2 separate regions of the Mus musculus genome follow, and region 2 is linked to region 1. Evidence: chromatin contacts called from public promoter capture Hi-C data. All regions are on one chromosome and are shown on one strand. Each heading gives the region's core, a stretch centred on a gene start, on an enhancer-like site or on the middle of the called end of the contact. The rest is flanking DNA. Distances are from core to core; before and after follow the strand shown. Region 1 overlaps Aldh1a3 (aldehyde dehydrogenase family 1, subfamily A3). Region 2 has its middle 41 kb from the start of Gm33570.

The links. Capture Hi-C pulls out chosen DNA fragments and counts their contacts.
Region 2: a promoter capture Hi-C map of adipose tissue shows a contact between it and region 1. The contact joins two enhancer-like sites. A contact is called at or near these places in 1 of 484 Hi-C or Micro-C datasets (embryonic fibroblasts), 3 of 115 datasets of contacts at active chromatin or transcription factors (cardiomyocytes and embryonic stem cells) and 3 of 9 other capture datasets (adipose tissue, liver and pancreatic islet).

The regions. Positions count from the first base shown.
Region 1 is chr7:66,403,838-66,409,893 of GRCm38.p6, reverse strand. It overlaps Aldh1a3 (aldehyde dehydrogenase family 1, subfamily A3), which reads left to right. Exons shown (of 13, transcript NM_053080.3): 7 at 615-728; 8 at 1,991-2,093; 9 at 3,736-3,920. Among named protein-coding and RNA genes, the nearest start is that of Lrrk1, 19 kb to the right of the region's middle. Within about 2 kb of position 3,778, at least 17 of the 459 cell types and tissues checked have an H3K27ac peak or open chromatin away from gene starts, as enhancers often do. A contact at or near this core is called in adipose tissue, where this site is marked.
Region 2 is chr7:66,620,009-66,625,834 of GRCm38.p6, reverse strand. No RefSeq gene overlaps it. Among named protein-coding and RNA genes, the nearest start is that of Gm33570, 41 kb to the right of the region's middle. Within about 2 kb of position 2,569, at least 16 of the 459 cell types and tissues checked have an H3K27ac peak or open chromatin away from gene starts, as enhancers often do. A contact at or near this core is called in adipose tissue, where this site is marked.

The sequences.
Region 1 (6,056 bases), core at 2,529-5,028:
GTCTCATATTCATATGTTGACACTCACACGCACACACAGACTCACATATGATCTTTCACACACTCATATAAACATACTCACAAACAAAAATGCTTTCACATACCCATTCTCTTACAGCCCCACAGACATATACATAGACACATGCTCACATAGGCATGTACATGTATACACATGCAGACATACAAGCGCGCGTGCGCACACACACACACACACATTCTCCCCAACACATCACCCCCACCACACACACACACACACACACACACACACACACACACACACACTGGCAGTCTTATCCAGGACAGCCACTGCCACCTAGTGGTATCCCTGAGCCTTTGCTTCAGGACCTGCTAGGATGATAGACTCTTCCTGGGTGTGATGAATTCTCTCACATGCCTTCACCCGCAGCCAGCACAGAGGATTAGAAGAACAGCAGTGGGGCGGGACTGCTGCAGCTGATGTGGGTGCATCCTGGCCAGTGTGTCACCCAGTTGCCCTCTGAGGGTGCTGCTTTGCTTGGGGTCTTTATAGGGCTACAACTCTTGGCCACTCCTGCAGATAGGTTTGTAGTAGGTGCTGTCTGTCTGATCCTTTGATGCCGTTTTTGTCCCTCCCAGGTCGGGTTCCCTCCGGGTGTGGTGAACATTGTACCAGGCTTTGGGCCCACTGTGGGAGCAGCAATTTCCTCCCATCCGCAGATCAACAAGATAGCCTTCACCGGCTCCACAGAGGTACGCCCTCTCTGTGAGCTGCTGCCAGAGACAACAACTGCTCCATTATTTGAGACCCACCGACGTTTCCTTGAGAAGCTCAAATACTATTTGCTTCTCTTTTTCTAAACCTATTCGTAAACTATTAGAAAAATTTTCCAGTTCCCAAACTAAATAAATAGCTAATAGAGTTTGGAAGCCTTACGAAAAAAAAATAGCTGAGAGATAAGATAAAATAAAAATGTAAAGCATCCATATAATAAACAACATCATTAAAACCAAGCGATGATAAATAAGCTGGGAGAAAACCAGTTGTACAGCATGTAGCTCTCCAAATGTTTATATATCCTTCATATGTGAAGAGTACCAACAAATCAATTAAAAAAAAAAGAAGAAGACAAGCAAAATGCTACCTACCCCAGTCCTGCCAATCCTTTTGGCAACCAGAGTGAGCATCCTTAGAGAGTCCAATAAGAATTAGACTCTGGGGCTGGTGAGATGGCTCAGTGGGTAAGAGCACCCGACTGCTCTTCCAAAGGTCCAGAGTTCAAATCCCAGCAACCACATGGTGGCTCACAACCATCCGTGACAGGATCTGACTCCCTCTTCTGGTGTGTCTGAAGACAGCTACAGTGTACTAACATATAATAATAAAATAAATCTTTAAAAAAAAAAATTAGACTCTGGCCTACAACCATCATTCCCTTGCATGGTATTAAACAGGTCCAGGCAATGTGGACACAGTTCTCCAGCTTAAAGTCTCAGGGTCTGACTTGGTCTCCCAGGTCTTTCCCAGTTCTGAGGCTCTGGTGCCTTGTTAAACTTGTTGACAGGATGAGTCAGGAGGCACACTAGGCCAGCCCTGCATCCAACTGAGTGCTCAGGTCCCAGAGAGACCCTGTCAGGGTATGTGGGAGGGTGGTCCTGTGGCATTCCCTCAGCTACCGATTCTCACTCCTCCTCCCAAGGTGGGCTCGGTCTTTAAAGGGTTCTAGAGAACATGTCACATGTCATCTTTGGTGTTTCCCTGGCTTGACAGACCTCTCAAACCAGCACCACCTCCATATTGGGCTGGCAGAGTCTCCGCTGTGACTAGTAGGAGTGCCAGGTCACCCAGCATGGTGCCCCGCTGCAGTGGTCAGCCTGGTGAGCCAAGGCTGGGTGACAGTATGATGCATCATGCCTGGGGTGCATCACTGAGGCAGGTGACCAGGGTGCCCAAAGCGTGCCTGCACACGCTCACCACATCTAAGAGTTGACAGAGCCTAATTGTTGCCCTGAAGGTTGGAAAGCTGGTCAGAGAAGCCGCCTCCCGGAGCAACCTGAAGAGGGTCACACTGGAGCTAGGAGGCAAGAACCCGTGCATCGTGTGTGCAGATGCTGACTGTGAGTCACTGGGGCTATGGGTCTCTCCTCGCCTCCTGGTGTGCATTCAGGACCCATACACACACACAATGGGATGCTTTCCTCATGAGGCCTGCCATTGTCCCCTACAGGCCCAAGCCTGTAGAGGGCAGAACATTGCTGAGCTGTGCAAGTATGTGGCTTACGGGTAGTGCAGGGTCTGCACCTGAAGGCTAAGTTCACCTTCCTGCCCCTAAGGAGATAGAGGAGGCTGTGGGGAGTCTGTACACAGGGTCTAGTCTCTCCTACAGGGCCCCTTCTGGGCTAGGGAAGGAGGAGGCAGGCTCTCCACTCTGGGCGTCCAGTTTTCTATCTTTAAGCCACTGAGGCTACAGTCTTCTTGGGCTCTTGAAAGAGTTGACACAGCAGCTGGCACACCAGAGGACAGCCTTGCTGACCCTTCAAAACATAAAAAACCATGCTCTGGGTGTCACTCCTGTGTGGCTCTTCTCTGGCACACAGCTGGGCACAACTTGTGCCTTGCCAGAGCTGGGTGACGCAGTATTAAAGTGTGTGTATGTTATTGTTGGCGCTTGTGTCCAGAAGAGGGCAGGAAGGACCACGGTGAGCATTCATCTTCTGATCACTGGGTCACTTATGGAAGACCTGAGAGCACCCATGCCATAGAGAACAGCCTCCCCCACTGTCCCCTCGTGCCAGAAATCCCTGCTGCAGAGATCAAAGGCTTCCATTCCGCGCCCAGATAAGGCTGGAATGGCAAATAGCCCTGAGAAATGATAACACAATGTGAAGGACCGGTTTCTTTCCCTAAAACTGACTTTCAGTGGGAGAGGAGAGTGAGGAAGAACTCGCTCTTCTTCCCAGAGAGGCTGCGGAGAGGATCTGCCCATCTCTGGTCTGAGCAATGCTGCTCCCAGAGTCACTGGAACAGTTTTGTATTTAGCCCTCCTGTGACTCACACTTAGGGTCCCAATCTCCCTTCCCAAAGAGCCAGTCCTGTTTTGTGTTGCCCCACCTGCTGTCCCTATACCGACGAGGGGAACCCTAAGTAGGGGCTGGTTCCCCAAGGGTCATGAAAACAGAGCCTGCTCCCCTTTTTCCTTGGGCCTCCTCCTCCAGGGAGTGCCATTCTCCCAAATTAAATCCTGACATAATGTTCAGGGTGACATGCAATACTTTGTCACTTCACTCATCCTTCCTGGTTCCCACCAGGGACCAGAAAATTAACTGATGTCTTCAGGAGGGGCCACGCTAACCTGGCCCCTGGCCCAGATGCAGGGGTGGGGTGCAGGGAGGTCTGAGATCCTTGTGAGACTGTCCTGGTCCAACCCTGCTGAGATACAGTCAGTCCCTCTAGGGACAGGAAAGCTGGGGTGGGGAGTTCTATGGACAGTTAAACTGGAAAGTGCTCCCACTGGACACTCATTAGCACATTAAAGGCACCAAGAGAGCCTGAGTCTCCAGACTTACTTAACTCTGACTTGGTGAATCTAAAAATCCTTCTCCCCGTCCTCTCCTTTGGGAAGCGCCAAGAAAGAAAAATTAGTTTCTGAAATGCAGTCATCTGGGCCCTGTTTTCTTGTGGGGGTAATTAGAGTTGCAGCTGTCAGGCCTGTTGTAACAACTTAATCGCTTCCTCTTGCCTCCCCCGACCCACCCCCAGTGGACTTGGCCGTCGAGTGTGCTCACCAGGGAGTGTTCTTCAACCAAGGCCAGTGCTGTACAGCGGCCTCCAGGGTGTTCGTGGAAGAGCAGGTCTACGGGGAGTTTGTGAGGAGGAGTGTGGAGTTCGCCAAGAAGAGGCCAGTTGGAGACCCCTTCGATGCCAAAACGGAGCAGGGGCCTCAGGTAACCCACCAACAGACATGTCCCCATGTGTGGTGCTCCTGCAGGGACTGAGCTAGGCAGAAGCATGGTCACAGACAGGATTCCCCCTCCAAGGAAAAGAACTGGCTTGTGCTGTCCACTCAAAGCTTTTCTTTAGAAGCTGATAGAAAAAAACTGTTTCTGTGAGGAAATGGAGCGGTATCCTCGGGGAATCAGGGAGGAGCCAGTGCATCCGGGGCACGAGGCTATCTGCCGTAGCCATATCGGGAAGCCTTCACAGCCTTCTTGATATGGTGGCCTTCAAAGCGGGGGAGGGGGGATAGAGAGAGTTCCCTGAACCCTGCCGAAGAGGGAGACAGTCAGGGCAATGACTGACAAGCTTGACTCAAGGGCCTGCAAGGCCACATGCACTATAGCGTGAAGTAACCCTCGGTAACCGGAGGGTGAAGAGACTCTAGGGATTGGGCTGTATCCTGGGTAGTGGGAACAGGTTTCTGCAAGCCTGGTTTGGGAATGGGAATAGCTCCAACCAGGAAGTTTGTAAAGCGCACGCACGTCTCCACTGCAGTAGAGAATGGTGGCAACTCTGTTTTTGTCAGACTCCTGCTTAGCCCTCAGGTTTCCAGTCATATCCACGACTTACTCCCTGCTGTCTATCCTAGAGGCACACTGGATTGGCACCAAATGTTTACACAGGATACTTCTGAGCCCAAAGGAGGTTCTGTGTTGTTTGTTCCAGCCCTTAGTTTTCTCATCTGGGAAATGGGAGTAAATGGAGGGTATAGCATCACCAGGAAGAACTCAGCAAAGGCAGATATGCCCCGACTGGCAACTCTCTGACCTAGAAGATGCACATCCCCACGTGATTTCAGGGCATCCTTATCAGTTTTGCTTAGCTATTCTGTGTGGATGCTGGCTGGACAAGAAATGGAGGAGGATTTTCTGTCCAAGGTGACACCAACCTTGACTGCAGCCCATGTGCTCTGTGGCACTGGTGTCACATGTCCCTGGTGGGGAAGCTGTGTGCATTCCTCATGCCCAGCCTCAACCACAAACTCTACAGTCCTGTCACAGGGTAGCCCATGGTGTCTGTGCACACATGACCACAAACCAGTACTGAATCCACAAATTGTAGCATTGAGCTGAAATAGATGGGAAACGTTTTCTCCTGACGGTTCTGTCCTTTTCTTCCCAAATCTCTGGTGTGACATTTCCGTGGAGTGGGTCGGGGAGGGGCTGTTTGTCCATCCCACCTGGGCTCTCTGTGCACAGTCCCTGTGGAACTCACTTACACTGTCTAACCGGACACTAGTTAGGATCCTGTAAGTGTTCTTTCCCCTCCCCCTCTCCACAGACCTGTAAGGTTTTACTCTGCAAGGCTGTCCAGCTGCCTAAACACTCCTGTGTGTCTCAGGCCTGTGGAAGAGCTTGCTGACCTAGATCAGGGGCTGGGGGCTGGAGACCGCTTGCTGGAACATTCCATCATCTTTTGGGTTAACTTGGCAGCCGAGCAAGGAAGCCACCTGGCCTGCTCGGGATCCGGAGGCGTCCTCTGCAGAGGTCCTGTGGGGGCCATCTTTTCTCACTTCTGGTGCTGTGCCCTGCCCTGTCATTTCCCTTCCTGCCAGATCTTCCTTCCTGTACTGTAGGCACCAGCTGACATTTCACGGATGGCTATTAGATTTAAACAACGTGTTTATGAGGGCTCATCGGGGGGAGTGGAGCATGGGTGTGTAGGGGTTCTGACAGGGACCCATGCTGCCTGCAGAACAGATGGGGTCTGCCGGTAGAACTTAGTTCCAGCCAGCCAAGACCTGAGGCCTGATGAAGTTCCGCCAATGAGCTATGTTGGCCCCCTAGGAGGAGAGAAGGGTTTGGTTACATAAGTACTCCCCCTCCCACATTTAAAAAATGTTTTTAAGTGACATTTATTTATTTACTTTGTATGTGTATACATTTGTGTATGGGAGGAGGGATGCACATGCCACAGCAAGGATATGGAGGCCAGAAGCCGCCTACTTCTCCTGTGTGGATCTTTGCTGGGCCCAGGATTCAGCTCCAGTTGTCAGTCTTGACAACTAGCACCGTTATTCACTAAGTGTCTCGCCAGCCCATCTGGGACTTTTGAACCAAGATGTGGTTCACCCAGAGAAAGAC
Region 2 (5,826 bases), core at 1,320-3,819, 220 kb before region 1:
GTGGCTCACAACCATCTGTAATAGAATCCAATGCTCTCTTCTGGTGTGTCAGAAGACAGCTACAGTGTACACACATACATAAAATTAGTAAATCTTTAAAAAAGGAAAGAAAGTTTTTCCTCCCCAAGTTACTTTTGGTCATGGTGTTTTATCACAGAAATAGAAACTCTGAATAAGACAATAACATGTGTGTATGTTACATATACATCTAAAGAGCATCTCTTATATATCCAGAATTTATTTATATGAAGATAAATATGTCTCTTTGTTAACTCTCTTCTACCTATCTATTATGTGTTTATAAATCATCTTTCATCTGTATCTACTCTCAGTCATTCATCAGTACCCACGATCTATTTTTTTCTATCTGAATTTATTGTCTGGCTACCTGTTTATCTATATTGTTGTCTTAGTTGAGTTTCTACTGCTGTGATAAAATACCATGACCAAAATGAATTTGGGAAAGAAAGAGTTTACCTCATCTTACAACTCTCAGGTCACTCTTTATTACAGAGGGAAGACTGGGCATAAACTCCAATCAAAAACTGAAGCAGAAGCCATGGAGAAATGCTGCTTAGTGGTGTGCTCCTCATAGCTTTCTCGGCTTGCTTTCTTATACCATCCAGGACCGCCTTCCCAGTGTGACAATGCTCTCAGTGAGCTGGACCTTCCCACATTAATTGTTAATCAAGAAAATGCATCACAGATATAGGCAAAGCTTATGGAGACATTTTCTCAATTGAAATGTCCCCTTCCCAAATGGCTCTAGCTTATGTCAGGTTGACATAAAGCTAAGCCACAAATGTCTATTCTGTTTCTGTCTGAATCTACCTCCTACTTCCCCATGTGGATCTGTTCACATCCCTCTCTATTTTATATGCCTAAACAGTAGCAGGCCCCCAGTAAGTAGATGTGGAATGAATAGATGGGTAAATGGAAACAATGAATTCAGTTCTTTCCTCCAGCACCCACAGGGCTGCAGACTGATATGGGAGTCTGTCGTGTTACCACAGAAACAACAGGGAATAGGCACTCTTACTTACTTGTGAGTCCACCTCAGCAGTCCATACATGGCTCTCTTCAGCTTTGCTTTTTCATTCATTAATTATACTTTATACACATGAAGCTTCCACCAGCCCCCAAGGTGGAATACAGAGAGTGCCTCCCACTGACCCTTCTGCTCCTGAGATGCCACACTGTGTGTCTTTACCTTTACCACACTCTTGTTCTCTTTCCCTTCCCAGGTTCGTGCTGGTGGCCTTTCCTCCATTGTGCCATGACGTGAATGGCCTCTAATTAAAAAAAAAAAATCTTTCCCCAGATTCAGGTGTGTGACTTTTAGTTAAGAGACAAATCTTTCACTTTATTTTTTTGTTTTTCTTTTCCCTGATTTTAAATTCATGCACAGTGAGCATCTTCATGCAGTTCTAGTGACTTAAGATTTTCACATCACTGCTCCATCTCCATATGCACACAAATGGACCTTTCCAGAGCAACTTTGTTTGTTTCCAGTGCTGGGGATGTGGGGATTAATCTCCGGCCTTGCATTTTCTAGGCAAGCACTCCACCACTGAACTGCATCCCCAGCTTTCCTGTGTTATTTTAAAAGTCATGGATAGCATGGTACGTCAATCAGAGAACAAAGACATTCTTTGATCTAGCAAATGCACCAGTATTAGTCCTAAGAAAATGATGATAATTTCACAATCAAATTTCTCCATGTTCAAATTTCTCCAGCTGGCTTAAAACTATTTCTTTTTTGTTTTGATGGTATTAATCCTGTTTTGATGTTATTAGTCTATTAATCAAACCAGGTTCTAGTTTCAATGTATACATTGTGCGTAGCTTTTGTCCTACAAGATCTCCTTACTCCCCTCCCCCAAAAGTAGAAAGAGAGAGAGACAGACAGACAGACAGACAGACAGACAGACAGACAGACTTAGGATGAGCAGATCTATTGAAGAGTCCAGAAGAGTTGTCTTGGAGAATGTCCCCCATGCTGGGTTTGTGTTTATTCTTGTGCTATTGAGCTTGTTTATCCTCCTTTGGTATTTCCTGTGAACCAGAGGTTAGTGGCAGCAAGGCTGGTTGGGTGAAACATTCTTGGCAAGTGTGCTTCCTAGCTGATGAGCACATATTAACAAGAGCACATATTGAAAGTTCTGTCTCTAAAGGCAATTGAAGTCAAGCAACTCCAGGCTTCCAAGACGATTACTAGTGTAATTGAGCACTAAACAGCAAGGATCATTTCTGCCCCAGGAAGGCCCTAATGGGGAAAACATCTGGCCCATTTGCAGCAGCTGGGAAATGCTTTGTCCTTTCCTGGAACTAAGGGCGGGACAACGCACAGTGACACTTTATCTGACTCAACTTTTCCTGCCTTGATATGGACTTCACTTGAAGTAAGGGGAAACCCTTGGCACCTCCAGAAGAGGCCAAAGAATAAAAGATTTTGTTCATTTCCTTCTCTCTCCTTCCCTCCCTCCCTCCCTCCCTTCTTCTGTCTCTTCTCCCTCTTACCCTCTCTCCCCTCAGGCCAACAACTTAATAACAAAGTAAATAGGTGGCCCAAGTTGGCTGGTTGACCAAATGGAAGCTGACAAGACACACTTGAAACTCCCTTCCCCTCGCTCTCACTTGCCTGCGACACAGCTTTGTTTATTTTAAGCAGATGTACATGTGTGCACATGCACACACACACACACACACACACACACACACACACACACTCCTCACAGAGGATGGAACATGGAGGATTGATGATCAGTTTGGCTCTTGTGTTTTCCCCTTAACCTACATGGTTATTTCCAGATGCCATTTTAACATTGTTTCCTTCCTGTAGAGCCATGGTTCTCAACCTATGTGGGTCACCACCTCTTTGGGGGGGGGCTGCATATCAGATATTTACATTGCAATTCATAACAGTATTTCAATAGTAAAATTACAGTTACAAAGTAGCAAGGAAATAATTTTATGATTGGTGGTCACCACAACACGAGGAACTATGCTAAAGGGTCGCATCATTAGGAAGGTTTAGAACTACTGCTGTAGTCTCCAAGGCTATAGGAAAACTTTTTTCCCAAAGTTTGGAGTTGTTGGGATCTGAAAGAAAACCATGGGGATGGAGCCCCGCCCTTGGGGATGGAGCCCCACCCATGGGGATGAGCCCTGCCCATGGGGATGAGCCCCACCCAGAGGTATCTTGGGAGTGGTGAGGCCTGAGGACTACTTTTAGCTCTGCCCCTCTCTTAGCAGGGAGGTCATTGTTTCCTTGTCTGATCCTAAACAACTGATCATGGAGACCAGCAGTGCTGCGCAGCCCAGCCGGACTGACCATGAATGTGCTCATTACAGGCTCACTGTTACTCTGTTTCATCTAACCCTAAAAAGGAAACTGAGTGCCTTAGTGGGTTTCATGTGAAGGGACACCATGACCAAGGCAGTTCTTATAAAGGAACTTATAAGAGGTTCAGTCCATTATCATCATGGTGGGAAGCATGGCGGCCTGCAGGCAGAGATGGCGCTGGAGGTGCCGAGGGTTCTACATCTTGATCCTCATGCAGCAGAAGGGGACTATCTTCTGCAGGCAGTCAGGAGGAGACGGGAATTCCATACCAGGCAGAGCTTAAGCACTAGAAGACCTCAAAGCCCACTCCCACAGTGACACAGTTCCTCTAACAAGGCCACACCCACTCCAATAGGGCCACACCTCCTAATAGTGCCACTCTCTGTGGGCCAAACATTCAAATACATGAATCTATGGAGGCCAAACCTATTCAAGCCACTGGACTGAGGCACACAGAGGCTCCAAGTCACACCGGAAGCAGTGGAAGTGAGATGGTGGCCTGTGCCCATCTGTCCTAGCTACTCTCAGGGACTGACTCTTCTGAAGAAGGAACAGTATCTCAGGTCTCTGGACATCACTAAGCTGTTCATCCCTGGCCCAGGTGTGGGCTTTGAGGTGCTGACCATCCTGGTTTGGCTTCTAGGGAAGTAAGCTGTCTCTGCTTACAGACTTCTGGCCAACTCTGGCATCACTGCCAGTGCTGTGTGAGATGTTTGGATCAATGCCAGCGGTGCCAAGGAAGAGTCAGGTAATGGCTGGAAAGCTAACTTGCAGCAACACAGGCCAAGGAAACAAACCAAGCTCTTCTTCCTTGATAATCCTGACTGAAGCCAGGAGGCCATGTCAAAGCCTCCTGGATGAACCCATCAGCCTACTTTTGTCACCTCAGAAAATACTAGACATTTGATCCAGTGGCATCCAACAACATCCAACAGGGTTGAGACATGTCCAAGCAGCCATACAACCCCAGGTTGGGTAGCTTTAGGGCATGTTATGCTTTGAGTACTCCCTCCAGGGTTCCTAATGACTGATACTGTGTTAATTCAAGAACCTGAGATCTTTGAGAAATAACTAGTACTGGGGCTCCACTCTCCTACATGGGTCAGGGCGTCTCCTGGAACATGGAGATCGCTGTAAAGCTGCTACTGGAACGTTCTCTCACATGGTGTTCTCCACCTGGGGTCCTTACCAGAAACCAGTGCCCAGTTATTGGGCTTCTCAGCCTTCAGATCTGTGAGCAAGAAATTACTTTTTAAAAGAAATTATCTACTCCATGGAATTTTGTTACAGTAGCAAAATGGACTAAGATTGGATGCATTCAGTATAACGCCCCATCTGGGATTTGACACATGGCGCCCACATCGAAAGAAGGGGTGACTTTTCTTATTAGAAAGGGATCTCTGTCCTTGCAAGACATCTTGAGAGCCCCCAGGTAAGCAGGGCAGGAGGGTGTCATGTCAATCTGGACTGCACTATTTTAGTATTATTTCAATGGTAATTGGGGGGGGGGGTGGAGATCTATCAGAAACTCTGAGCCTGCCAGCTAGTACTCTGAAAGAGGGTATTCTCAGCAGAGTTGGTCCCCAGATGGAAAGCCAGTGTCATGGCTCCTCCCTCTCATTTCCAATAACTGTTTTAAAAGCAGAGTGCTCCTGGGACAGGGAAGTGAATCCCCCATGATGGCATCTACTGGGAAGAACTTCCAGGAAGGCTGGTGTGTCTGCTGGATTGTGATCTGGGGATGCCATTCATGCTCTTCTCTGGGGATCTGTGCTTTTAAATGCATCTGCATTCAGTTTTTATGGTCATGTCATTTGGCCATGCATAAGTCCTCTAACCTCCCGGTTCTCAGTTTCCACAGTTAGACTATGGTCACAGGTCTCCTGTCAACAGGCACCATCAAATGACAGCTGGTAAGCCTAGTGAATGGCAGCTATCAAAGTGTGAGCCTCTGCTCTTTGGGGCCATCCTTGCCTCCCCAGCAGCATCTGTACTCTATTGAATTACATAAAAGAGAAGTTTTGTGTGTGTGTGTGTGTGTGTGTGTGTGTGTGTGTGTGTGTGTGTAAAATGAGTTATGGTCACAAGAGTATATGGATTACTGAATTACTGACTATCCAAGAGTCTATAGTTCAATGGTGAAATGGTGTCAGGGTACCATGATCCAATTCCTAGCTTTTCAAGAGGAAAATTTGCCACAACATTGAATACATGCATCGTGATGACTAAACTTGGTTGTCAACTTGACTACATCTGGAATTAACTAAAACCCAAGCTGCCACATAATCCTGTGAGAAATTTTCTTGATCAGATTATTTAAATCAAGAAAACCCAAACTAAATCGGGGCCACACCTTCTGGTGGCAGCCTACACAAAAGGACATGGATGAAGGAAGCTTTGCCCTCACTCTAGCTGGCAAGTCCATCTATCCTGTGCTAATGTATGGTATTAAATTTAACTTCTTCAGGATTTCATTGTAC